Regions from separate parts of the Mus musculus genome. Here regions 2, 3, 4, 5, 6 and 7 are each linked to region 1. The links are chromatin contacts, called in public HiCAR-type and promoter capture Hi-C maps. All regions are on one chromosome and are shown on one strand. Each heading gives the region's core, a stretch centred on a gene start, on an enhancer-like site or on the middle of the called end of the contact. The rest is flanking DNA. Distances are from core to core; before and after follow the strand shown. Region 1 holds the start of Pdhx (pyruvate dehydrogenase complex, component X). Region 2 overlaps Ldlrad3 (low density lipoprotein receptor class A domain containing 3). Region 3 overlaps 4931422A03Rik (RIKEN cDNA 4931422A03 gene). Region 4 holds the start of Ldlrad3 (low density lipoprotein receptor class A domain containing 3). Region 5 has its middle 19 kb from the start of Ldlrad3. Region 6 has its middle 41 kb from the start of Pamr1. Region 7 holds the start of Pamr1 (peptidase domain containing associated with muscle regeneration 1).

Region 1 (3,219 bases), core at 232-2,731:
CACAGACCAAAGTCGTTTATTTGATCTGCACAACACTTAGAACTCAAGCCAACATTTTTGAATCAGGAAATTTCACACAGAATATGACTTTCTAAGTGTCCCTCAAAAAAGCAGAATTTGACACTGCGTCTATACCTCCAAACAGCAAGAAGAGGCTAGAGACATGTAATGAGATCTCTAGTTGAGGTATATGGTGGTCCTAGAGTTTTCTTTGTGGTTTCCTCAAAATATGGGCCAATCTAAAATGCTAGGTATTCAAAAGTCTTTGACAAATCACCATCTGAAACCACCCACTTCTCCTTCTATACTTGAAAAACATCTTCAGCTTCTTTTTTGTATGTGGCTATTTTCTGTCTTGATAAATTCAATCACAGCTCTTGAATCACAGGTTATTTTGCTGATCTGGCACAACACTTAGTATGAAAAAAAAATCTGTATTTCTATGATGACCGTCACCAAGATTTACTAATAAGGGATGACAAACATGTCTGCTATCAATGCACCTTGATTCTGATACATTGCTTCTACTTTCCTCGTTCTCCATATATAGGGATGGCCACCAGGGACCTGTGTCCTATATGCAAAATCTCCCTTTCAGTCGTGCCTAATTTCAAGGTTTATAAAGAATTTGTGAAAAGCCACTTATTCCAAGACAATAATAGTTCAGATGCTCTGCATTAAATATTTCCTGTTTTATTTTAAATTGAGACCCCTTGGCTAGACGAAAGGTTAGTAAAGATATAATTTTGTGGACTTCCCCTGAGTCTTCTGCAGGGCTTATCAGTTAGTATCGAAGCTGTTTATTCTTCTAGTTCGCTAGTTCACCATTTTCTTAGCACTAGAAGGCATTTCATAAGCCTGCGTCCTGTTTAACTGAAAGAAAACCCATGTTGCCCCAGGGCCCATTTTCCTTAAAGAAGAATCATTTCCAAGAGCTCCCACCTCATAACGTCAAGTAAGATAGGCAAGGACAACTGCCCAAAAGAGTGCCCTTTGGGGTGCCTGACAATTCCGGTAGAGCAGTCCTACTAGCACAGAGGGGCCTCTGACTTTCGCGGACTGGGTTAGGAATTAGCCGCCTAGAGCTCCTGGCCGAAGCCCCACCCCGCGGCCCGTGACCCCACCTCGCCTGCTGTAGACCGCCGTCCTTACCTGCGCGCCACACGGCCGCGAGCAACAGTCTCCTTGAGCTTGACAGCCAGACATGGTTCTGACTCTGCTCCGTTATCTGTCCCGCGCTCGTTCCAAGTCTGAGCGGCCGGCAGAACGCTATTAGGCGACAGAGCGGGCAGCCTGGGGGCGGAGCAAGAGTGAGAGGCGGAGTCTGAGGGGGACCTCGTCCCTTTGGAGAATCTGCGGCGGCGCAAACCGGCCGGTGGGCGTGCCCGTGAAGGTTGGAGGCGGTGTTAGAAGGACTAGTCCTCCAGTCCAAGGCGGGGAGCGTGCGCTGTGGGCGGGGCCAGCCCATGCAAGGCGGGGCCTGGACGGGCCTTGAGGCCGCCAATCTAGTTGACTTGCGAGCTTTCCCGGAGAAAGCCGGGAAGATGGCGGCCTCCTGGAGGCTTCACTGTAACCAGCCGCTGCTTCGGTACCTTCTGGGATTTAGCAGCCGTCGAAGCCTGGGACTGGCTCAGGGTGCTGCTGCTTGGCCTGTCGACCGTGGAGCAAGTTGGAGGTGGTTTCACAGTACTCAGCTGCTGCAGGGTGAGTGGCTTGCGCTCGCTCCACTTCTCTCTTTAGCTGAGCAATGGGGCCTGGGTCAGGGGCTTTCTTGATTGGGGACACGGTTTGTGAGGTTAAGTGCGGACTCTTCCTGTTCCTTTCAACCTCCCCCAGAAACGGGCCTGCTGACTTAGCCTATGGCATGCGGCAAAAGAACTGTCTTCAGACTTGGGAGAGCATGGTTCCGTCCTTGGCCTGCCTTCAGGGCTACATGGCTTCTCTGTGACCTTGCTTTAGAATTTGAGAAATTTCGATGTCACCTAGGGAGGGTCTGTTTTAAATCCCTCTATTTTAGACCCTTATCAATCACATGTCAAATTTCTTTAATTTTACCATTCCTCTCTAATGTAATATAGCTGCCCATACATTCAAAGCCACTATTACCCATACTGATTCATTCAAAGGACCTGTCCCTATTGGAAAACTTTAAATCTTACTGCACTTAATGTATGCAGCATACAAGACTTAACTTAGAAAATACAGAATCACAGACATTGCTAGAATGTTTCAAGTAAAATATGTGGCATGAAATTCATACAGCCTATTACATAAAATTGTTCTTAAGCAGTGATATTGAACTCGGAGATATACCCACTGTCCTTCCGTTATTTAACATACAGCATATAAAATGGCAGACCTGGCATTATTCTTCCTTACGTGTATGAATATGGGCTGGGGGTTAGGATGGGGGCACAGAAAACAGTTTTAGAAACCATTAGACATTTAAGTAATCATTCTTACCACCACCTGGTACAGTAGGCCTAGCCCACACTTTCTGAGCTGTCTGAGGCCACAAAACAAAACAAAAAAAAAGAAAAAGAAAAACAATAAAATCCGTGTGCTGAGATTTCTAAAGAGGGGCTAATAGGGACAATTTACCTAAGTCATTTTTGGAGTAATGTTTAATAAATACTTCCTGGATATTGTCTTTAACTGTATAGTATATAATATTTTCTCTGCCTGGTCCTCATTTGTTAAAACTGAACTTGCCTACACTTAGCAGAAACTCTGACTCAGGAATCTGCACCTTATACTGTTGTGAGTTTAATGGAGCACACTTTTGAGACTCCCTGCCTCAAAACATCGAGGAATATGAAAGCTTAGATTGGGAAAAATACCTGTGAAATGGCCTATCCTTGCTTGTGAGGTCTTTTTGAGAGTGTGAATTTCCTAAACTCTGTTTAAAAAGGAAAGAGTGTGTGTTCTTAGACACAAAAAATGAGTAGTTTCCAAGATTTTTCTTAGAGTCAGCTGCTTCTGCCTTTAGAAATTCACATGGATAGTTTTCATCTGCTAAGTCTTGGCATTTTACCTGGACTTATCCTCTACCTCCGGGTAGATACCTTGAACACCTTGTCTGTCGGCATCATTTGTAGGAAGATGGTGCTGAATCCCAAGGCAAACTGAGTAGTTTTATTATCACTACCCACTATCCACTTAAAGTACACATTCATTGTCTTAAAGCTTTTGGGGTCAGAAGTATAAAATGAATCTCAC
Region 2 (3,219 bases), core at 302-2,801, 950 kb after region 1:
ACTTGTCCCCCTCATCTTGCATTCCTTTCCAGTTGAGGGGATTTGAAGTTGAGAGTATCATCCTCATTGATACAATTTATCTTGTGTAGGTTTCCTCAAATGTTAGTGTAGCTTTCATTTTTTTTTATAATTAATTTTATTCATGAAATGTTTTTAAAGCACACAGAAAGTTACCAAGAAAAATGCCTAGCAATCTATTCGCTCACCCCCTGCTTCCCCTGGGTTCTGGTGCTTGTCCACCTGTGCCCACCTGTGCCCCTGACCCTGCCTGCCAGAGGTGACCATGACCTTGACCAGGGTAGTCATCCTTCACACCCATGTCCCCTTAAAGTGCTACTTTCTGAGTTAGTATGGGCGATGTTCTGCAATTTGCTTTCTTACTTCCTGTTAAGTTTCTCAGATTTATCCATGCAAATTCACTTCACCCCAGTTCATTCCACGAAAGCCCTGGATGCTTGTGCACTGTGGGAAAAGATTGTGCTTCTCTCTGTTCTCCCTCTGGTGAACATGTGGTGGTGGTGGTGGTGGTGGTGGTGGTGGTGGTGGTGGTGGTGGTGGTGGTGGGGTGTGTGTGTGTGTGTGTGTGTGTGTGTGTGTGTGTGTGTGTGTGAGAGGGAGAGAGAGAGAGAGAGAGAGAGAGCGAGAGAGAGCGCAGAGCTTGAGCAGGCACAACTCTTGGAGTAGACTATGCCCTTCCCCTTCAGTGTAATCCAAGATCTTCTGTGTTTCTGCTGTTCTGCCTATGCGAGCGTCCAGCCACGTCTGTTCTTGGGAACGACCACAGCTGGATTTTAGCCCTTTTATTTATTTATTTTTAAATGTAGTTTCAAGGGATTGGACTCAGGTCATCAGAGTTATAGGATAGTTTTTTTTTCCTCCCTGAACTTATTAGCTATCTTGATAGCTCCAGTTTTGTGCCTCTTGTGTCACCCTGTGTCCTGTGCATCATTTTCTGCAGTCTAGGGGGTTCATCTTGGACCTTCCGAGTTGCTACCAGGCGTTCTTCAGAGTCCCCATGCCTGTGCCATGCCTGGGGTCCTGGTGTTCCACTTCTTGCCACTCCAGAATGCCAGGCTCTAGATTTTTGCAAGCCCGATGGTTGTGGATGGGAGCTTCCTTGTTAGTCACTAGGTGATTACAATAACTTAGCACCCCTTCCTCAGTAGGAACACCTGCTGTGGATGCTTTGTCCAGCCCTGCCCCCACCCCTCCCAGGGCCACAGCATCCTTTGTGTTCTCACATGCAGTTTTGCAAGAAAATTCTACATATCCCCACTTTGTATCTTTCCCAGTGGATGGAGTGTCTGAACCATGTTTATAGAATTTACCCAATGACCTGGAACTTCACATTTTAATGCAGTTGTATTCAACTGCCTTTTCCTTTCTGGCCTGTGCTTGTTTTGAGTCTTAGTTGAGAAATCCTTCATCATCAAGATGTGCTTTGGGGCCAGAATGAAGGTCATTTTGCTTTTCTGGCTCATTCCCTGGCTGGCATTGTTATGTTACAGCTTTGCCTGCAGTTTGGGAGGGTGCAGGGGGAGGGGGAGGGGGAGCAGATGGTCTGTTGTGGAATGGATCACAGAGACTGTGGAGGTGGCTGCCCTGATCTCTGGGTGCATGGGGATAAACTAGGGGCTGAAATACAGCCCTTCCTCTTGACCTCCGCCTGCTTCTGTGCCGGAGGGAAGAGATGATTAGCTTTATCATAAGCCTCGCTTATCACCAGCCTGATGCAGTTGGTCAGAAAACTGCCCCCTCTCCTGACCTTCAGCTCAGCTTCACTGACCCCTACTTCTGTTGCTGCTGCTGCAAGCTGCCTAAGGAAAAGGTTTGGGGTGGGGCACATTGTACTTTGGGGTGGGGCTCATTGCACTGGGCTCTTGCAGCACCCTCTGTGCAGCCCACCTGGTGAGGACTTGGGTAAGCCAGAGAAAGAGAACAATAGGAAATGGGTTCAAGCTATTCACTCTGTGCCTCTCTCCCTGGGAATTTAGAAAAGCTTCCTTCTGCAGGTCCCGCCAGTCATTGATCCACTGTATGACATATGGCAAAGCAAAATTGAAGTTCAAGGCAGGTCAGATGAATTTATGTCAGAACTGGAAATAAATGTCTGTAGGAGTCAGCAGGTTCTTCTGTCCCCATACTGCGGTCAGCAGCCGTTTGTGGGTGTCTATGGATGCCTGGTACTTGATTGTTGCTACAGACACAGGGCAGCAGAAGAGACGAGATTCTCTGGGGCCAGGGAACCGTTAGGTAAATAGCAGTCTCTTTCTCGTGAGGTGAGTGTGGTGGGGTGGACAGATGGCACAGTTGTAGGTTGATAAGTGGTTGTACGTGCCCATTACCTGTCGTCTGATGCTTCCTGATCTACAGGCTTCAATCCTTAGAAAGATGCAAAGGGCAGACAATTATAAGCGTTGACTTTTGCTTACACAAGAAGTTCATTACCCCCTACCCCACTCCTCTCTGTGGTAGACCTGGAATATAGAAAGTTACTCTTAATGATTTTGAAGATTTAAAAAATGTATCAGTGAAAGATGTATGAGATACTATTCTCTTTCTTAGATAGGTACCTATCCAATAACTTAGCCTAGATTCCTGGCCAGCAAGACTGAAGTATTAACTATCTGACTCTTTCTAGCTGTGTGACCTTGGGTGAGTCTTGTCTTCAGTCTGCTCCTTCATCTATAAAATGGGCAGGGGATTCTTCTAAGAACTTAAAAGAAAAAAGGGAGGGGGCTATTAAAGTCCTGCCACATCCAAGTGCTTTGGTAGACAGTAGATCTTCCGCAGAGGAAGGCCTGTAGTACTTGGCGTCTCAGGGGCTGTTCACAGAGCCAGAGGAAGGACAAAGCAAGGCTCTGGTGTGGCACAGGGTTCAACTTGTGGATTGTATCAAGAGGAGCTGCAGGGCCTCTGGAGGGTGGACATGAGACCTTATCCCAGTGGCTCAGTAGCTCCCCGAAACAGGAACACCATTCCCACATAATTTTCCTCATGAAGTGATGCAAGGACGTGAAAGCATATGTAAGATTGTAAGCAGAAGCTTCAGCCCAAGAGGACAGAGGTCCAAAGGAGAATAACTTAGAGAGCTGACTCCTTAGGGAAACTGTGAGTTCCTGCACCTCCTCCTGTGACCTTCCCTTGCTTCCTGAATGCTGGCCACTGGCCTTCTTCCCTCACTTGTTTTATAAGAAGGAAACAAAACATCTGCCATCT
Region 3 (3,219 bases), core at 538-3,037, 920 kb before region 1:
TTTTACATTTTTATGTATGTATGTGAGTGCACACCAGAATCGGGCATCAGATCCCATTACAGATGGTTGTGAGCCACCATGTGGTTGTAGGGATTTGAACTCAGGACCTCTGGAAGAACAGTCAGTGCTCTTAACCGCTGAGCCATCTCTGCAGCCCCCAAGTGTTGTCTTTTTAAAAAGACTGTTTTTACTTTTTGCCTACATGTATGTAGGCACCATGTGTGTACCTGGTGCCCGAGGAGGCTGGAGGAGGGTGTGTGATCCCTGTGATTAGAGTTAGACACAGTTGTAAGCTGATGTGGGTGCTGGGACTCAAAGCCCCAGTCTGCAAAAGGAGGAGATTTTACTGAACCCCAGAGAGTAACTAGGATGGCTGCGCAGATACAGGAAGAGCGGCCACTAAGACCTGTGGGGAAAGGAACCGGTCTTTGGGGCCTGGGATGACTGGGCAGGAAGCTCACCCGGGGTCTGTAACAGTTCGGGATCACGTTTCTCTCCTTCTCACTTGGCCAGTTAAGGAATTAATTCTTCCTTTTTTCTTTGTCTTTCTTTTCCATGCCTGTGTGTGCTCTCTGGACAGCTGGATCCATAACAGAGAATCCGGATGGGTGAGTGAGGCTTTTCCGCTTCTGCAGGACCAAACTCTCTAACCTAGAACCCCAGGCTTCCAGAGGCTGCCTCTGGGGACAGCTCTGCTGCCCAGGGGCCAGTGGGTATCCGGGAGCCTCCCTCTGGTTTTATGAGAATCTGGGCTGACCAGATAATAAAGCTTTTTAGAACAATCTTTTTTTTTTTTTTTGTCTAAAAACATCCCTGATAAAACTTATTTTTATAAATAGCATTTTTTTCTTACGAATGCTTGACACCTGCTTGTTTTAGAAACTAAATAAGATGGTAAAGAAGAAACAGAATAATCACCGCTCTGCTACATTTTCTTCTAGTTAAATATGTATATGTGCATGTGTATACATAAGTATAATATAATATGTTAAAATTTGCATATGCATTTTCCCCCATTTATGTTGTGCAAATCTTCCTAAACCCGTAAAAACAATTCTTCAAAAATTTCTCCTGGATACAGGAAGATCAGGAGTTCAAGGCCAGCCTTGGCTAGTGAGTGTGAGACCTGTGCCTCTGTCCCTAACAAAAGAAAACACAAAGACAGAACAAAAATTTAAAAAAAAAAATTTTTTTTAACAAGAAGAAAGGATGGGAAGGAAACAAGAAGCAGAAAGACGAGGGAGAACTAGAGGAAAGGAAAGCACCTTGAAAATCTCGTATTTAAATGAGATGGGCTACCCTCTGCTGCCTGCTGTGGGAGGACCATTGTCAAATTTCACCGGATTTCATCTGCATGAAAATACAGGAGGAGCGGCTGTGCAGACCGCTCCTGTCTGGTTGAGGACAAAGAGTTGGATTCTGTCTGTGTCTAGAATTTTCGTGGCAGAGGGATTCTAGCCTAAAAAAGAAAAAGATTCAGATAGGTAGACAACCTGAACCAAGATTTGGAACACACGTTTATGGGAAGAAACTGGCCACAAAGGGTTACAAGATTAGAGAGCGAAGCCACAGGGCCTCACCTGGAGGCAGGCCCGCAAGCTGAATTTACAACAGGGACCTGGGAGTCGTATAAATGACTAATGCTGGCTTCCTGATGCTCTTTTCCAAGCAAGCTGCAAAAATTGGCAGGGGCCCTTCAGTGTGCTGTCGATGTGTCTGGAATTCAAATAGTAGGATGCAGAGATGCCATGACAATGGGAAGCAAGCTTTACCTGGAGAAAATGATGCGGACATGGCTGCTGCAACCCGTACTCACACACGGGGACCTTCGCAACCACTCTCCAGCGGTCCCCATCATGCCTGACTGCGATTGCCCTTACTCAAGGGCATTAAATTAAAAAGTAATGTAGCCGGTGATTCTTTTTTTCCCCTATCCTCCCCCCCCCTCCCCATCCAGGCAGTGAAGAATGGGGCAAGTAAAATAAAAACCTTGACTGCAACTGATATGTCTGTTTTTTAAAAAATGATGCTGATATTAGACACAGCTCAGGAGAGCACAATTTGAATATCGGCGGTATTGTACGGGGCTGAAGTCCTCACACCCCCCTCCTTTAGATCTGTCTTCACTGGCTGCACGCCTTAATATTCTTCCGAGGTGTAATAGCTGGGAGGATTCCATCAGTAATAACCGAAGATCCTGTGAGCCGGTTCTGTTATCCTGAGAATCGAGAGGCATTTTTGCCTTGCCGGCTGTCATTTCCATTGGTGGGGCTGATAAGCAGATTCTGAGTTTATTATTTGCCCAGACAGAGTGCTCTAGCTCCTGGGGTGTTGAGTCGTTCTGAAGCGCTTTATTATTTTAAGTCTTTGTACCCAGGGCTGAGAGCTGGAAAGCCTTGGACAGGTACCGAGTGTTAGTTCCACCTTGACTTTGTTTTTCTGGCTCTCCTGCCCTCCATTTGGAAACAGAAACGCTCTTCCAGGTCCCCAGTTCTTCGCTCCCGTTATTTGGGGTAACAACTTAGCTCTGTGTCTCTACTCTCTTTCCTCCAAACACCACTGTCCTTTAAAATGATCTGAGTAAATTTAGCATTTGACTTTTCTTTAACCTGATAATTCTTAGGATGTGACCATGTATATAGTAACAACAATAACAATAAGTAAATGCATAGGTATCTGTTGGGGATTGGCTTTACAGCTCCACTCACATTCCAAAATCTGTGAATGTTTAAGCACTTTATGTAAAACGGCATACATAGCATAGTGTTTGCATATAACTTCTACAGTTTCCTGTATAAATCATCTCTAGGTTACTTCATGTGAAACTATATGAAGAGTTATTGTACTCTACTAGAGCCAATTACAGGAAAAGGTCTGTGCATGATCAGTATAGATACAGGTTTGATGTGTTTATTTTTATGTATATGGATGTTTTGCCTACATATAGGTGTGCCATTTGTGTGTAGTGCACTTGGAGGCCAGAAGAGGGCATTGGCTCCCCTGGACCTAGAGTCCCTGATGGTTGTGAGCTATCATCTGGGTGTTGGGAACTGGAACCCAGGTCCTCTGCAAGAACAGCAAATGCTCTTAACTACTGAACCAATCTACACAGAGTCAGGGTTTTAGAAAATAGGCTTTTGGTCTGTGGTTGGTCAAATCTTTGCATATAGAACCTATGGATATGGAGGGCTGACTACATAGCATTTACTATGTGACAGA
Region 4 (3,219 bases), core at 441-2,940, 890 kb after region 1:
CATACACGCACATATATAGATATAATACAATATATATACACATGTATGTATGTATATATATATATATAAATATATAATTTTTTAAAAAGTGGAAGGTAAAATTTCTATCATTTTGGATAGTGCAAAATATTTGTTAACAGACATAAGACAATTTCTCTCCTGAAATCCTATGACTACATTAAATGTGAATTACAAGAAGTCATTTCCCAGCAGTGTTAGCTTGACAATTTAAACACATGTGTTTTCTCACTCTCTCTCCACACACACATGCACACACACTCTCTCTCTCTCTCACAATACACACATGCTTACACACATTCTCTCACACACACATACTTACACACACACTCACACACATACACTCGCACACCACACTACGCTCACATACCCACATGCATGCACCACACACACACACACACACACACACACTCAGCAACAGCTAAAGAATGACTTTAATTTCCAGCAGGGAAAACTCTCAGGCTCAGTGGCTTTGGGGAGTGGGAGCTGCAACCCAGAAATCTTTTCCTGGGAGTAGAATTGTATTAAACGCTGAAATTAACTTTTGTTTATTGAGCATTTCCATGATCATAGCTCAGATCCAGTGGCCACATCATCTTTGAAGCTGCAGATAAGTTCTGTGTCTTATGGTCTTCTGAACTGGGCTTGTTCACGGTGGTAAGTAACGATGTGTGGCTGTTGAGAATGTTTTCCCTTCCTTCCTTCCTTTCTTTTCTTTTTTTTTTTTTCTTTTTTTTGAGCCTCAGAGACTTCATTTGTGTCACAGAAACATTACTGTCTGTCTTCAGAGGTTGTTGTAAAGGTAAAGTGTGACCATGAGAGTGCCATGCCTGAAGCAGACTAGTGCCATCCTCCTGCAGCTTTCTGGAGGATGCTAAGTGAGATTCAGCTGTTCTGGTCAGTGTTTGCTGTAATGCCATGAATAGTAATGTTATCGCCTTGTAACAAAAGACTTTTTGGTGAAAGCAATAACCCAGTGAATGCACTCAGTCTTTTGGTTAGTAACCTAGATGCAGCTTAGAGGAGCACATGGACTTAAGGCAATCATGGCTTCCTCTGGGGCTGGGGGCTCATTTGAAGGTCTAACCAGAGAAGGTCAATTGCTCTCAACTGCTAAGTCATTTCCTCAGCTCCATGATAATAGGCTTTCCTTAAAAAACAGTGTATAATGCCCAAACAATGGAAAATGCATAAAGTTTTGGGGATTTAAAACTCTCCTCAGTGTTCTTAGATCTCAGGATGAAATGTCTTCTCTGCTCCTCCAGTGGCTCCAGGAACTACCATCCTGAGAATCACCCCCCCCAGTTTATTAGAAATGCAGACCTGTTGAGTGGAAGTGAGCTTTATAACGGGGTCGCCAAGCCTGCCTGATACATTTTGGAGTTTGAGAAGCAACGGTCGTATTTCACTGTCAACAATGAAAAAAAGTTTTCTCCTAAGAACCGGTTCTTCAAACTTTTTTCTTCCATCTAGGCTCTGGGGAGATGGTGACTCTCTCATCCCCGCAGGATGCAGGAAGAAAGGGAAACCGGCCGAGAGAAGAGCCGGGGCAGTTAAGAATTCCTCGCAATTTGACCCCTGAGGCAGCAAAAACTGGATCCGCCGGACCTTTGTAACCTGGACCGTGGAGGAGAGCTCAGGCGGCCACATTCAACTGTGAGCGTGCAGAACTTGGCTGAGCTCTCTGGCCTGGGAGGGCGGGGGCGTGGCTGGGCCGGCGAGAGGGCGTGGCCGGCGCCGAGAGGCGGGGTCTGACCGAGGCCGCGGGGCAGCAACGTCGCTGGGCAGCGGAGCGGCGGCCGCGCCATGTGGCTGCTGGGGCCGCTGTGCCTGCTGCTGAGCAGCACTGCGGGTGAGTGGGGGGCGCGTGACGCGCTTCACCGAGCGCCGGGCGCGGGGGCTGCCTCGATCGTCCCTGCTCCGCGCGCGGGCCTGGGCTGCGGGCGTGGGTGTGCGCGAAGGGCGGACCTCGGCGCCGGGCTGGCCGGGACCCCGCGAGGGGCCGCGGCGGGGCGCGCGCCGCGCTATTGTGTGGGCCGGCGCACCGGGTGCTGTTGTCGTGTGTGTGCGCGGGCGGAGCTTTGTGCGGCGCCGGCTCCCTAGAGCCGGGCGGCCGCCCGGATTGGGCGTAGTTCGAGTGTGGCTCTGTGTGCTGGGAACCGAGGAGGGAAAGGAGAGGACTCCACTCTTGATTTCGGGTCTTCCCGGATTCCCTCAGCCTTTAACATACACTTTTCTGCCTCAGTTTCCCATCTACGCTCTCCCCGCATCTGCATCCCAGCTTCCTTTCTCTTCTTCCCTGGACCGTGTCTGGTTTGGGAATAGCGAGATGCAGTAGGGAATGGACATGGAAATCATTCGTTCATCCTGGGAGCAGATCTTTTACTTCTGTCGTCTGTCGAAGATGCCTTAACCTTCAGGGAGCAGGGAAGGAAAAGAGGACCGGGGCTTCCTCTAACGGCCGTTGGTCCCTGCATCTCAGAGCGCGTGCATCCTGAGACCCGCAGGGTCCCTCCCAGACAGAGTGCTGTTCCCAGGAACTTTTCTGCTGATGTGGGCACGCTCCGAATTCCAGCTTGGAGCCCTTCCCCTCTGCCTCTGCCCGCTGGCCACAGCTGTCAGCAGCCCCTCCACAGCTCTGCCCGCCCTTGGCCCCTGATGCTTATTTCTGGGCAGCTGATGCTCACAGAACTTTCTTTACTGAAGATTTCATGCTCTGTGGCCGTATCATTCACACGTCTAATTTATGTCGGATTTTTCCAAATACTTCCAGAAAACTTGGCTGCTGCGTTGTGTTTGTTGTGAGGGAAGTCAAAACCTTTCTGAGCTACCCCTTGCAGATGTCCAGCAACCCTCCCTTCCTAGAAGTTGCAAGTCCTGTGCATCCTCTCAAATGACTGGCCAGCGGGACCTCCCCCTCCCCCATCATCCCCACTCCTCTGAGACTCCATTTAAATGTCTTGTGGGCTTGCTCAGTTTCCAGTGAGGGGTTAGGCTCCTGTGGCTGCTGTAGGTTTTTTTTAAAACCAAGACTGAGGGTTTGTGTTCTGTTTGTCTGGAGTTATGGGGATTGGGGGGAGGGGGTTGTGGAGAAGGAAGGGAGGGCAAAGTGAATTAGGCAGCTATAAGCAGGTGCAAGTTATTTGGAGGTTGTTAGAGCAGGCTCAGTTCCAGGGCATCTCAGACATGAAGATCTGCCCG
Region 5 (3,219 bases), core at 289-2,788, 870 kb after region 1:
ATATATGAGTGTAGGGGTCCATGGCATCCAGAAGGGGATTCCCTGGAACTGGAGTGATAGGCGGTTTTGAGTCACAGTCACCTGAAGCCATGCTGGAAGCACTCTGGTCCTCTGCAGGAGCAGCTGCTGAGCCATCTCTTCAGTTTCCCCTCCCCCTCCACTTTTACCAACCTGTTTCTCCGAGGCCAGTGGCAGCTTTTCTATTCCAAATCTCTCTCTTTAAGGGTTTGCTTGATTAGCTCAGACCTATTTGAGATAAGCTCCTTTTTTGATTACCCTGTCTCAAAGATTTAATTACAGCTGCTAAAATCCCTTCACCTGTGCCCTCTTCTGTCACCTAATCACGACAATGAGATCCATTGTCTCAGAAGTGAGGCCATACACCAGGGAAGAAATCCTGTAGAGCAGTACCCTGGGGGACAGATGTCTCCATCACATTTAAATGAACTTTAGGAATCCCCTGCCTGACTCTCCTCTGAAGGACTTTGCCTCTGTGAGAGGAAGCTGCTGTCCGTGCTCCTGATTGCTCGCCTGTGCACGTATTTGCTCTTTGAATTCACCTTGAACCTTCAGAACATTGCTGGCTCCCTCATTAAGTTAAGTTGAATAAACTCTTGACATCTTGTACATTTTGCATTTTTATGGGTTATAATTTTACTTTTTAAAAATACCAGCCGTGAGCACCAACTTTTATATGAATATTTATCTCATAACTTTTTCTTACAAAGAGTGGATTTGTTGCTTACTTCTCGGTGTGCACACCTAAAGGGTTTTTCCCATACATTGGTACAAGTTTAGAATTGATGAGGATGCTGGCTTTCATTGGTCTCCTTGGGAGCTTGATGCTAACACCCAGTAATACAAGCACTGTGGTTAGAGGACCTTAAACAGTAGCCCTGGCTCAACATCCTTAGTTAATTACCTTGTTACAAACAAACAGCATCAAAAGTTACTTTCTCTTGAAACGCTTGCATTTCAGGATTTTATAACTAGAGTGAGTATAGGGGTCTCCTGTTCTTGGTATTCAAAATAATGCCCTTTGAGGGGTGCTAACCAGGCCTTTGTAAAAACAAATGTCAATACAATTAGGTATTGTTAACCTGACATACTCTGGGCTTTAGTCAATGCCTCTGTCTCCTTCCCAGCCACAGAGTGACAAGGGAAGGAAGAGGGGACATTAAAGGGGTTCAGAATGTCTCTGTCTCTATCCTCAGCCAAGCCCTTTGAAGACAGGGCCAGGTTTTTACAATGGAAGACAGCTCGTGTGCAGCCAGCTCATGATCGCTTTCCTAAGCAAAGCAAAATCTTGCTCCTTCCAGAGAAGCCAATGAAAGCTTAATACCAGTTAAATAATACATAATAGTAAGATCGTTATCCTGTCTTCTCCCAGTCGGCTAACTTCGTAATGTGTAAATGCTTATGTGGTGTGTGAAATCAAAGGACATAAACGGCACTAAAGGGGGGAAGGAACGAATCTGATCAGAAAGCCTGCAGAACGCAGACCACAGAAATCACTTTCCCCGCTCCACCAGCACCGCCCCACCCGAGCCAGGCTGACAGACTGAACAAGAGCCTTTCCCTTTGGAGCTTAAAGGCATCGTTCTGATCCTAACACCGGGTACCCTCACCTCCCACCCACCCATGTCTCCTCCCTCCCTCTCAGATCTCCTCTTGCATTCCGCCTGGGAAAAGCCCAGGCTGCACCTTCACAGCTCTCTCTTCCAAAGCCATTAGCAAATATTGAGCATGTTTCTGCAAGGTGCGCCCAGGAGAGACAGAAAACCTACAGGACTGCTTTTCTCTGTTTCTCATTACCTGGAAAGAATGAGGCAACAAACTGATATAGAAAAGGTGTCAAAGGGGACTGGTGAGGGGGCCTCTTTGGGGGTGGGGGGAACGGTTTGTAAACTCTAAAAGGCAATCCAGTGGAGGTATGCAAATTTTCTTCATCGCTTATGCATCTTTCGAGGTCATCCGCAACCAGCTCTATTGATTATGATTAGGTAATTTATTTGTTAGTGTTTCTGCTAATGGATATTTTAGGACCATCTTCTGCTCTTAGTGTATCTAACACCCATTGATCAGATCATTGGCTTATTGGTTATCTACTTTGCTGCTAAACGATTCTCTATGATTGCTTTCTTCATTACACACCCTTATTCCAGAGGTAGTTTCTATTGTGTCCCATTACACTAATGGAAATTATTGACATGGAAATTACTGGGTGCTAAGCTCAGGAATTCCAAGACACACAATCACACTGCCTTTCTCCAAGATGGAGAAGCTCTTGAATAATGAGCAGTAAATATTGATGTGTTGGTGAGATTAGTTAATTGATGTAAATCAAAGAGAAAGAACCAGGAACACCTTCAGAAAGAAAACACAAAATAGTTTGCATAACCATGTATACTCTGATAGAAATGAACACAGTGGGCTTTGTGTTTATTGGTTTCTACTTAGAAACTTTAGTTAAACACAAGTGCTTTTTATTACAGTGCTTTAAAAGCTGGGCAACAGGTAGAGAAGGTAGCCCTAGGCTGGCTCTGATCTGTGTTATATCACCCATTGTTAGCCACTAGCCAACTGTTGCAATTGAAGGCTTAAAATATAGCTAGCCCAAATGAAATGTGTTGCTATAATATAGTGCCCATCATACTTGAGAGAGCTGGCAGGGAAAAAAAGAAACATAAACTATCTCATATTTTTTATTGATTACATGTTGAAATAAAACTTTGACTAATTGATAATAAAAACATTATTGAAATTAATTCTTCCCTTTTTTAAAACCTCAGTGAGGAAGGCTAGGAAAACTTAAATTACACGTGGGATTCACATTAAAATTCTAGAGCATTACATATACTTCATATTGCATTTCTGGAACATGAGTACTGACCTCACTAGAATTCTTAGTGCATAGGGTCTAACATGTCATTGTCAATATGAAAGCAACTAGCTACACGTGGCACATATGTTGAAATGTAAATTTTAAAGTTAAATAAAGGGCTGGAGAGATGGCTTAGTGGTTAAGGTTCCGTTATGCTCTTGCCATGGATCTGAGTTTGAGTCCCAGTGCTCATATTAGACGCCCCACAACCACTTGGGAGTTCAGCTCCAGGGGATCCAGAATCCTTTTCTGCGTTCCAAGGGCACCTATACTCACACATGCATAGATCCACACACACACACACACACACACACACACACACACACACACACACA
Region 6 (3,219 bases), core at 515-3,014, 570 kb after region 1:
GCAGGTTAGGAGGCTCACACGCACTTCCAACTCCAGCTCTAGGGTCTCTCATGCCCTCCTTTGATCTCTGAAGGCACTGCACTTACTTGCATAAACCCACACAGAAATACATAATTAAAATAAATAAATAAGTAAAATCTTTATTAAGGAAAAAAAAGGAATGTCAAATGGTACCTTACCATTCATGCCAAACTTCCATATCACAAAACTGAAAGTCATCTGTCTGACCTTCAAGAGACTGGGAGAGAAACAGAATTCTTAAATCAAGCCAGTTCAAATGGCACGATAATGACATTTCTTCTGCCCTAATCTTGACGCTAAAAGGGCAATGTGATATTCACCTGCCAGCTGCCTTTCTGCTCTCATCTCCTTGTCTCCAGCTCACAAGAAAAATGACTCCAAAATGACCAGTCATCCTCTGTATTTTGCTCTTTCAAGAGTCCCTATAAAACCTGCTTCCTCTGGTCAGCTCACTGGAACATGAAATGGAAACTTACGGGTTCTTTGGCAAGTCACTTGTATCAGAGGGTGTTTTGCTGGGGCATACATGTGAAGGAGTGTTTTCCTGAAGTGGACACAGACAGATGAAAGGATGTTTGCTAAAGCAAACACAAGAAAGAACATGCGATAAAGGAGTCTTCGCTAACAACACACATGTATTGGTTCACCTTACATTGCCTAGCTGAGGTCTGTTTGCTGTGACTCCACAGAGAGAAACTCCCCAAAGAACTAGTAAGGCAGCTTCTTGCCGCTTTCTTACGCTCAGGCTGCTTGGCAGAGTGATGTCAACTGATACAGACGCATGTGAAGTTTTGCGAAGACAGACTCGCTTGCTGAGCCTAGACACATGGTGAGGTAAGACCTGGGAGGACACATGATGTTTGGAGGGAATATAATTAGGATTCAATGGACAGTGACAGAGGCTTGTATAGCTAGCTTTGCCACTCTTCTTGGTTCTGCATCTTGGCTGATCTACACAGAAAGGCACAGAAGAGAACTTCTCCTGATCGCCGACTCATGGTGATTAGGCTGAGGCTTGGCTGTTTCTGCTAGGTGCTGATGCATGTTTGCTATTCTGACACTACTGAACTAAACTGTTCATTCATGAAGTACTTGAGAGTGGATCAAGCTGCTGCTGCTGATTCCTGTGAACTGAACTGCTGATTTCCTGACAATGCAGATAGGATTTGCTCCAAAGAACAATTTCTAAACAGGTCCATTTCCCCCATATCCTAATAACCTTTCTTTTCCATTACCTCTGGTGGGTGATGGGCTAGAAGGGAGGTTAAAGCATTTAAGAACCCATATTAAAAATAGGATTGAAAAATCTAAGCCTACAAGAACACATACTCTACTCCATGGAATGAAATGGATGCCCAGCTCCAGAATTAAAAATAGATAAATAAATCAATTAAGATCTGTAAACTAAACTGTAATCTTGTCCTTTAAGGAGGTAAAATGTTAACACTACCAGGGCTTTCTATGCATAATCTATGCTTTGATGCCTACTTCTCCTTGGTCTGAAACCCAGTCTCGCTCTCTTTGTCCAGAGGACAGTTCCTCACCTAACTCTCTGAACTCTTTCCTGATCTAAATGAAGTAGAGCCTCACACGCCTGCTCCTGGCTCTGAGACAGAACCACTCTTTGCATCTTGACCCAGTACAGTTCCTACACTCTTCCCTTCATTGGGAGTGGTTTACATACACTGAAGTTAGGGGGAAAGCACACATGAGTCAGGGCCCAGGACCTGCTTTCTAACTGGCCTGAGCAGGATGGAACAAGGAGTGTCCACCTTGCCTGCAGATGGTAGAAAGAGAAGGGAGAAGCCATCACAGCACCAGCCAAACCACATTCCCCCACCCCAGTTTACCAGCTAATAAATCTGACGTGGTGATCCTTGCCTGCTGCCTCAGTATTTCCCATCTGGTCCCTCTATTACCATGCACACTCCCTGAGAGCAGGGATCTTTGTTTAGTTCACCCCTGCAGCACACATGTCTGGATCAGAACTTGGCACATAGAACATTCTCTGTAATTATAAGTTTATTAAGTTAACAAACCCACAGGGGCAAAGACAGGATTAACACTTCAGAAAACTCTCCATCATCCCCTGCAGACAATTGTGCCTCTTCCCTCTTTACACTCTCTTCGCACCCCATCATAGCACTTAACACTCCTAGTTGCCTGATGAAATCTAGTGCTCCTGGTTGACTTCTCAAAGACCAGGCATTCTGTCTGTCCTATTCTTGTTCCCCCAAATGCCAAGCAGCATGGGGATTCAGCGCTAGAAAGTGCTTCAAAAGGACGGCTGTGAATGAGAACGAAAAGGAATGTAATAACATCACGTGCCAACAATCTTCTTTTATTGCTCATGCTAGAGATTCTTTTGTTTTCAAGTTGGAGCACAGGGCAAATGAATCACCCTCAAGCTTTTTTCCAGAACTCTGAAGAAAAAGAATGGAAAAACAAGATAAGCCAAGAGGCAAAGCCCACTGGGCAGATGCTGACAGAGACTCTTGGTTCTTCAGCATCTGTTCTTGAACTCAAAGAAGATATGTGACTCAAGAGGAATGGTTTGCTAAAAATTACCAAGAGGGAGGGCTCAGAAGAGAAAGAAAGCATGAAGAAAAACACTATTGATACTTTAAAGAGTTATAGGAGGACAGCTACATGCGGCTTTGGTAAACACCTACCGACATCCTAATTCCACCCCTCATCCTATTGTGTTTGGTAGATATCACTAATCAATCAGTGTCCTTTAAGATTCAAAGACCTTGATAGGTCCTGGTGGCACATGCCTTTACTCCCAGCAAGTTTCAGGACAGCCAGCGCTGCACAGAGAAACCCTGTCTAGGGGAAAGAAAGATTCAAAGATCTTTCCAGAAGCATAGGAAAGCTATGCTCTTCCTAGTCTGGATCCAGTATTCTTAAACATCAGACTTCTCTGAGAAGCTCCTTACAGCTTCAAGTGACTGCTGTAGGTCCCAGGAAGTCTCTTTAGAGCACAGTGAATGCCTGAAACTCTCCATGTGAGGAGTTTGGGGTGGGGGGTCTTTATCCTCTTAGCTTCAGTACTTAGAAGCCTGTAAATTACTTGGGGATATAGCTTAGTAGGTGCTGTGCTACCTGGCATGTATAGAGCCCTGGGTTTACTCTCCAGTATGAGGAATACAAGATAACAGAATGCATAAATTAAGCTAATGACACCAGGTTAGCAAG
Region 7 (3,219 bases), core at 364-2,863, 520 kb after region 1:
CTCCTTCCTTCTTCATCCATTATCTAGGCTGCACAAGATGTCAGTGAGGTTAAATTTGGATGAGACAAGCTAACCATTTTCAAAGCTCTGTGCCCCTGAGATATATAGCCAGCCCCAGTACTGTCCCACCATTGGGGCAGTAAATCATTAAGGGAGATTTAGCTAAACACACTCGGGCTTCTGTACATGGAAATTATTAACCAAACATGGGAAGGGAAGTCTCATGTTTCTAGACTCTCTGTGTTGACACAAAGAGACGCCTCTGAAGGCTGTGGTCTCTCTTTCTGCAGCAGGCCAGTGCTCTACTCTCATGTCTTTCTTGGGCACTTGCCACCCACCTGCTAGAGCAAAGACCCCTCCTTTTGTACAAAACACAGGGTACTGCCAGCCAGTACAGAAAGGCTACAGGAAGGGATTGCCTTCTCCTAAGCAAAGTCACCCCTCTCAGGCAAATCGCAGCTGTGCTTGCTCATCTGGGAGGTTACCTTCTCTGCTTTCACCTCACCTCTCCCGCTCCACACCTCACACCTGTAGCCTCTAGCTTCACCTCCTTGCACCCCAACCCGTCAGCAGGGCTTCATTCACCTCACACCTCACCCTTGCCGCCACCCAAGACAGACAGACACACAGACACAGACAGAAGTCCCTGCTCCCTGCCTACTAAGATCCTCTTTTGAGACCTGTCATTGCCTGGCTTTGGCTCTGCAATCTGTCAAGAGGATGCCTAAAGTGCTGTCATGTCCCAATCTCTCTTGTGCCCGTAGGAGCCCATCCCCTATGAACTGTGGGTGACAAATACGCGACATGTGGGAAACAAAGGAGCCAGGACTCTTTCAAAACAAACGCTGTACACCCAGAAACAGACTGCCCATTTCTTCTAAGTTTCCCCAGGATGTGTGCTATTTTCTGAGCGAGCAGAGCTCCTGTACTGGGGGTCTGCTTTAAAGAGTTCCCACCTTACAGCTTTATCAAGCAGGGTTCATTGGAGAAACGCCCACCCAATCCCTGTTCTTCAACCCTGCGGGACTACTTTCCCAGGAAACTTTGACTTTGCAAATCAGAGCCAGTAACTCACAGGGAATGGGCTTCCCAGGGGAATGTGGTCCTTTAAAAAAAAAGATAGATAGATAGATAGATAGATAGATAGATAGATAGATAGATAGATAGATAGATAGATAGATAGCACAAGAGCTCTCTTCTTTAGCTTAGACATAGTTTAGTCCCACAATTAGGAATATCATCCTGTTCTTAAAGCGGACAACGGGAGCATCCAGCTCCCAGCCAGAAACCCCAGATTATCGCTGGAACAACCCCAACCTGTCCAGCTCCCCATCAGACCCCGCAAAGGGCTCCTGGTCACTAACAGTACCTCTTGGCAACGATGAGATGAGAAGGAGCTGCAGGAACACCAGCCCCAACTGCGCCCATCTGTCTAGCTCCATCGTTTCCCGTTGCTGTGTCGGTACCGAGTGACTGGAGGGGAGTGACTGGAGGGATGCCTAGGCGAGAACAGGGCAGCGGGCTCTGCTCTTGCCGGGACCTCCCCAAGCTCCAGCTGAAACAGAGCTCGGGTTTCAGCCCGCCGGGCTCTCCCACCCTCAGCTAGGGGAACCACCTTCGGCCAGAGCGACGTCAGCCCAAAGCTTTCCTCTTAACCCTTGAGAGGCCCGGGGAGTCGTGACCACGCCTGGAGGCCAGTGCACAGCGATCTACGGGGGACAGCGGGATACCAGAGCCCGCTCCTTCTCGCTGGACTTCCGTGATCAACCTTTGTTGATAGTGAAGGTAGAGATGTGTGGCAGGCAGCACTGACTGGGACCAGAAGTAGGAATGGCTGCGGGACCTCTCAGAGGAGGCTAGGGAGGATGCTCATTCAAACATCCCGCACCTGAGCTAGAAAGCTGAGAGGAGAAAGGAGGATTGGAGGCTGGGCTAGGAGGCTAGCATGGCACTGGGATGGGAGGCTGAGAGGGCAGGATGGTACTAGAACCTGAGATGAGAGGCTTATGGAAGAGGCTGAGAAAGGTGGCATGGAAGGCTGGAATGGGGGGCTGGGGCAGGTATTGGTTGTGGTCACCTAAATTAGGCAGACAGAGACAGATTAGAAGAGTGGCCTGGGGCCCAACAGAATGACAGAGCTGTTTACTGTTCAAGCACTAGGACCAGAGTTTATTTCCTGAAATCCATAGAAGGAGATACTCCTAAAAATTGCCACCCACCTCCATATAAGGCCGAGTATGCCCTCCCCCAACAGGCGATGGGAGGATAGAGTAAACCCACCTGCACTCCCCTCTCAACACTGCTCTACCTCCAAGCGCTTTCTTTCCCCTTTTCTGCTCTGAGCAACTGCACACACAGGCTACTGGGAAATCCTGATCTGAGTTCATGATGGTGGGGCAGCACAAGATACTCCCCAAGAGCATACAGGCAGGACCCGAGTGTCTCTATTCCACAAACAGGGAAAAGGAGTCCTTGAGAGTCTAAGGTCACACAAGTGAGGGGCACAGCTCTGAGGTTTGAGCCTATGATTATCAGATCCACAGACGGTAGTCCTAATCACTATGGTGTACAGCTTCAAAGGTGATACCCACATAAAAGTAAGTTTAACCATTAGTCAAGACGTACAATCGGTAGCGTTTTCTATAAATTCTGGAATCAAAAAGATTCAGATTTTAAGTCACTTGCATGAAATCACTGAGCTACGAATGGCAAAGCATAATATACTTGAGTCTAATTTAGACCTGGGACTTTGGGATGTGCCAATATTAGTTTGTGATGTTAGATTAAAACTCAAAGTTATGAGGCGTGGATGATTCTTCAGGGCTAGTGAGAAAAGTAATATCTCCATCCACGGAGGAGAATAATGAGAACTTTCTAGAAAGAAGGTTGAACCTGACCAGTGCCCTTGAGAAACAATGCATATATATGAATTAGTCTCTAAATTGTACTTATTCATTTTGCTCAAAGTATGTATGGCAAAGTTAACCAACAAAATGCACTTTAAATTGTTTAGGTAGATGATGGATGGATGGATGGATGGATGGATGGATGGATGGATGGCACACAGTTAAGTGACATATGACAGATACATACTTGTGGACTGATAAGTGATAGATAGGTAGATAGATAGATAGATAGATAGATAGATAGATAGATAGATAGATAGATGGATGCACATATACAAATTGAGTGATGGTAAGTAATTGAAAGAAAGAGTGG

Evidence for each region. Promoter capture Hi-C pulls out the DNA fragments that hold promoters and counts their contacts. HiCAR-type assays count read pairs that join an accessible place to other places.
Region 2: a contact with region 1 is called in a promoter capture Hi-C map of embryonic stem cells, with 2.1 times the contacts expected there. The contact joins the enhancer-like site here to the promoter of Pdhx in region 1. A contact is called at or near these places in 3 of 39 promoter capture datasets (the HPC-7 cell line, embryonic stem cells and maxillary cranial neural crest) and 1 of 115 datasets of contacts at active chromatin or transcription factors (astrocytes).
Region 3: a promoter capture Hi-C map of embryonic stem cells shows a contact between it and region 1, with 3 times the contacts expected there. The contact joins the enhancer-like site here to the promoter of Pdhx in region 1. A contact is called at or near these places in 3 of 39 promoter capture datasets (embryonic stem cells, liver and stem cell-derived epiblast-like cells), 1 of 115 datasets of contacts at active chromatin or transcription factors (embryonic stem cells) and 1 of 9 other capture datasets (adipose tissue).
Region 4: a contact with region 1 is called in a HiCAR-type map of astrocytes, with 2.3 times the contacts expected there. The contact joins the promoter of Ldlrad3 here to the promoter of Pdhx in region 1. A contact is called at or near these places in 14 of 39 promoter capture datasets (the 3T3-L1 cell line, 3T3-L1-derived adipocytes, the HPC-7 cell line and 9 more), 1 of 484 Hi-C or Micro-C datasets (palatal mesenchyme) and 2 of 115 datasets of contacts at active chromatin or transcription factors (astrocytes and fibro-adipogenic progenitors).
Region 5: a contact with region 1 is called in a promoter capture Hi-C map of hippocampal neurons, with 2.6 times the contacts expected there. The contact joins the enhancer-like site here to the promoter of Pdhx in region 1. A contact is called at or near these places in 14 of 39 promoter capture datasets (the 3T3-L1 cell line, 3T3-L1-derived adipocytes, the HPC-7 cell line and 9 more) and 1 of 9 other capture datasets (adipose tissue).
Region 6: a promoter capture Hi-C map of hippocampal neurons shows a contact between it and region 1, with 2.6 times the contacts expected there. The contact joins the enhancer-like site here to the promoter of Pdhx in region 1. A contact is called at or near these places in 5 of 39 promoter capture datasets (the 3T3-L1 cell line, hippocampal neurons, maxillary cranial neural crest and 1 more).
Region 7: a promoter capture Hi-C map of hippocampal neurons shows a contact between it and region 1, with 5 times the contacts expected there. The contact joins the promoter of Pamr1 here to the promoter of Pdhx in region 1. A contact is called at or near these places in 9 of 39 promoter capture datasets (the 3T3-L1 cell line, cranial neural crest, embryonic stem cells and 5 more), 2 of 115 datasets of contacts at active chromatin or transcription factors (neural tube and pancreatic cancer cells) and 3 of 9 other capture datasets (adipose tissue, embryonic stem cells and liver).

Annotation. Positions count from the first base shown.
Region 1 is chr2:103,071,775-103,074,993 of GRCm38.p6, reverse strand. It overlaps Pdhx (pyruvate dehydrogenase complex, component X), which reads left to right and starts at 1,481. Exons shown (of 11, transcript NM_175094.5): 1 at 1,481-1,704. The coding sequence starts at 1,545. Apip (APAF1 interacting protein) reads right to left here and starts at 1,319. Exons shown (of 7, transcript NM_019735.4): 1 at 1,153-1,319. The coding sequence starts at 1,206.
Region 2 is chr2:102,120,298-102,123,516 of GRCm38.p6, reverse strand. The region is part of intron 1 of Ldlrad3 (low density lipoprotein receptor class A domain containing 3); the gene reads left to right. Among named protein-coding and RNA genes, the nearest start is that of Ldlrad3, 65 kb to the left of the region's middle. Within about 2 kb of position 1,551, at least 22 of the 459 cell types and tissues checked have an H3K27ac peak or open chromatin away from gene starts, as enhancers often do. A contact at or near this core is called in embryonic stem cells, where this site is marked.
Region 3 is chr2:103,991,274-103,994,492 of GRCm38.p6, reverse strand. It overlaps 4931422A03Rik (RIKEN cDNA 4931422A03 gene), which reads left to right. Exons shown (of 5, transcript NM_175161.3): 4 at 581-608; 5 at 1,670-1,998. The coding sequence ends at 1,898. Among named protein-coding and RNA genes, the nearest start is that of Gm38515, 12 kb to the right of the region's middle. Within about 2 kb of position 1,787, at least 15 of the 459 cell types and tissues checked have an H3K27ac peak or open chromatin away from gene starts, as enhancers often do. A contact at or near this core is called in embryonic stem cells, where this site is marked.
Region 4 is chr2:102,184,931-102,188,149 of GRCm38.p6, reverse strand. It overlaps Ldlrad3 (low density lipoprotein receptor class A domain containing 3), which reads left to right and starts at 1,690. Exons shown (of 6, transcript NM_178886.3): 1 at 1,690-1,870. The coding sequence starts at 1,825.
Region 5 is chr2:102,204,205-102,207,423 of GRCm38.p6, reverse strand. No RefSeq gene overlaps it. Among named protein-coding and RNA genes, the nearest start is that of Ldlrad3, 19 kb to the right of the region's middle. Within about 2 kb of position 1,538, at least 20 of the 459 cell types and tissues checked have an H3K27ac peak or open chromatin away from gene starts, as enhancers often do. A contact at or near this core is called in hippocampal neurons, where this site is marked.
Region 6 is chr2:102,507,001-102,510,219 of GRCm38.p6, reverse strand. No RefSeq gene overlaps it. Among named protein-coding and RNA genes, the nearest start is that of Pamr1, 41 kb to the left of the region's middle. Within about 2 kb of position 1,764, at least 27 of the 459 cell types and tissues checked have an H3K27ac peak or open chromatin away from gene starts, as enhancers often do. A contact at or near this core is called in hippocampal neurons, where this site is marked.
Region 7 is chr2:102,548,415-102,551,633 of GRCm38.p6, reverse strand. Pamr1 (peptidase domain containing associated with muscle regeneration 1) reads right to left here and starts at 1,613. Exons shown (of 11, transcript NM_173749.4): 1 at 1,370-1,613. The coding sequence starts at 1,442.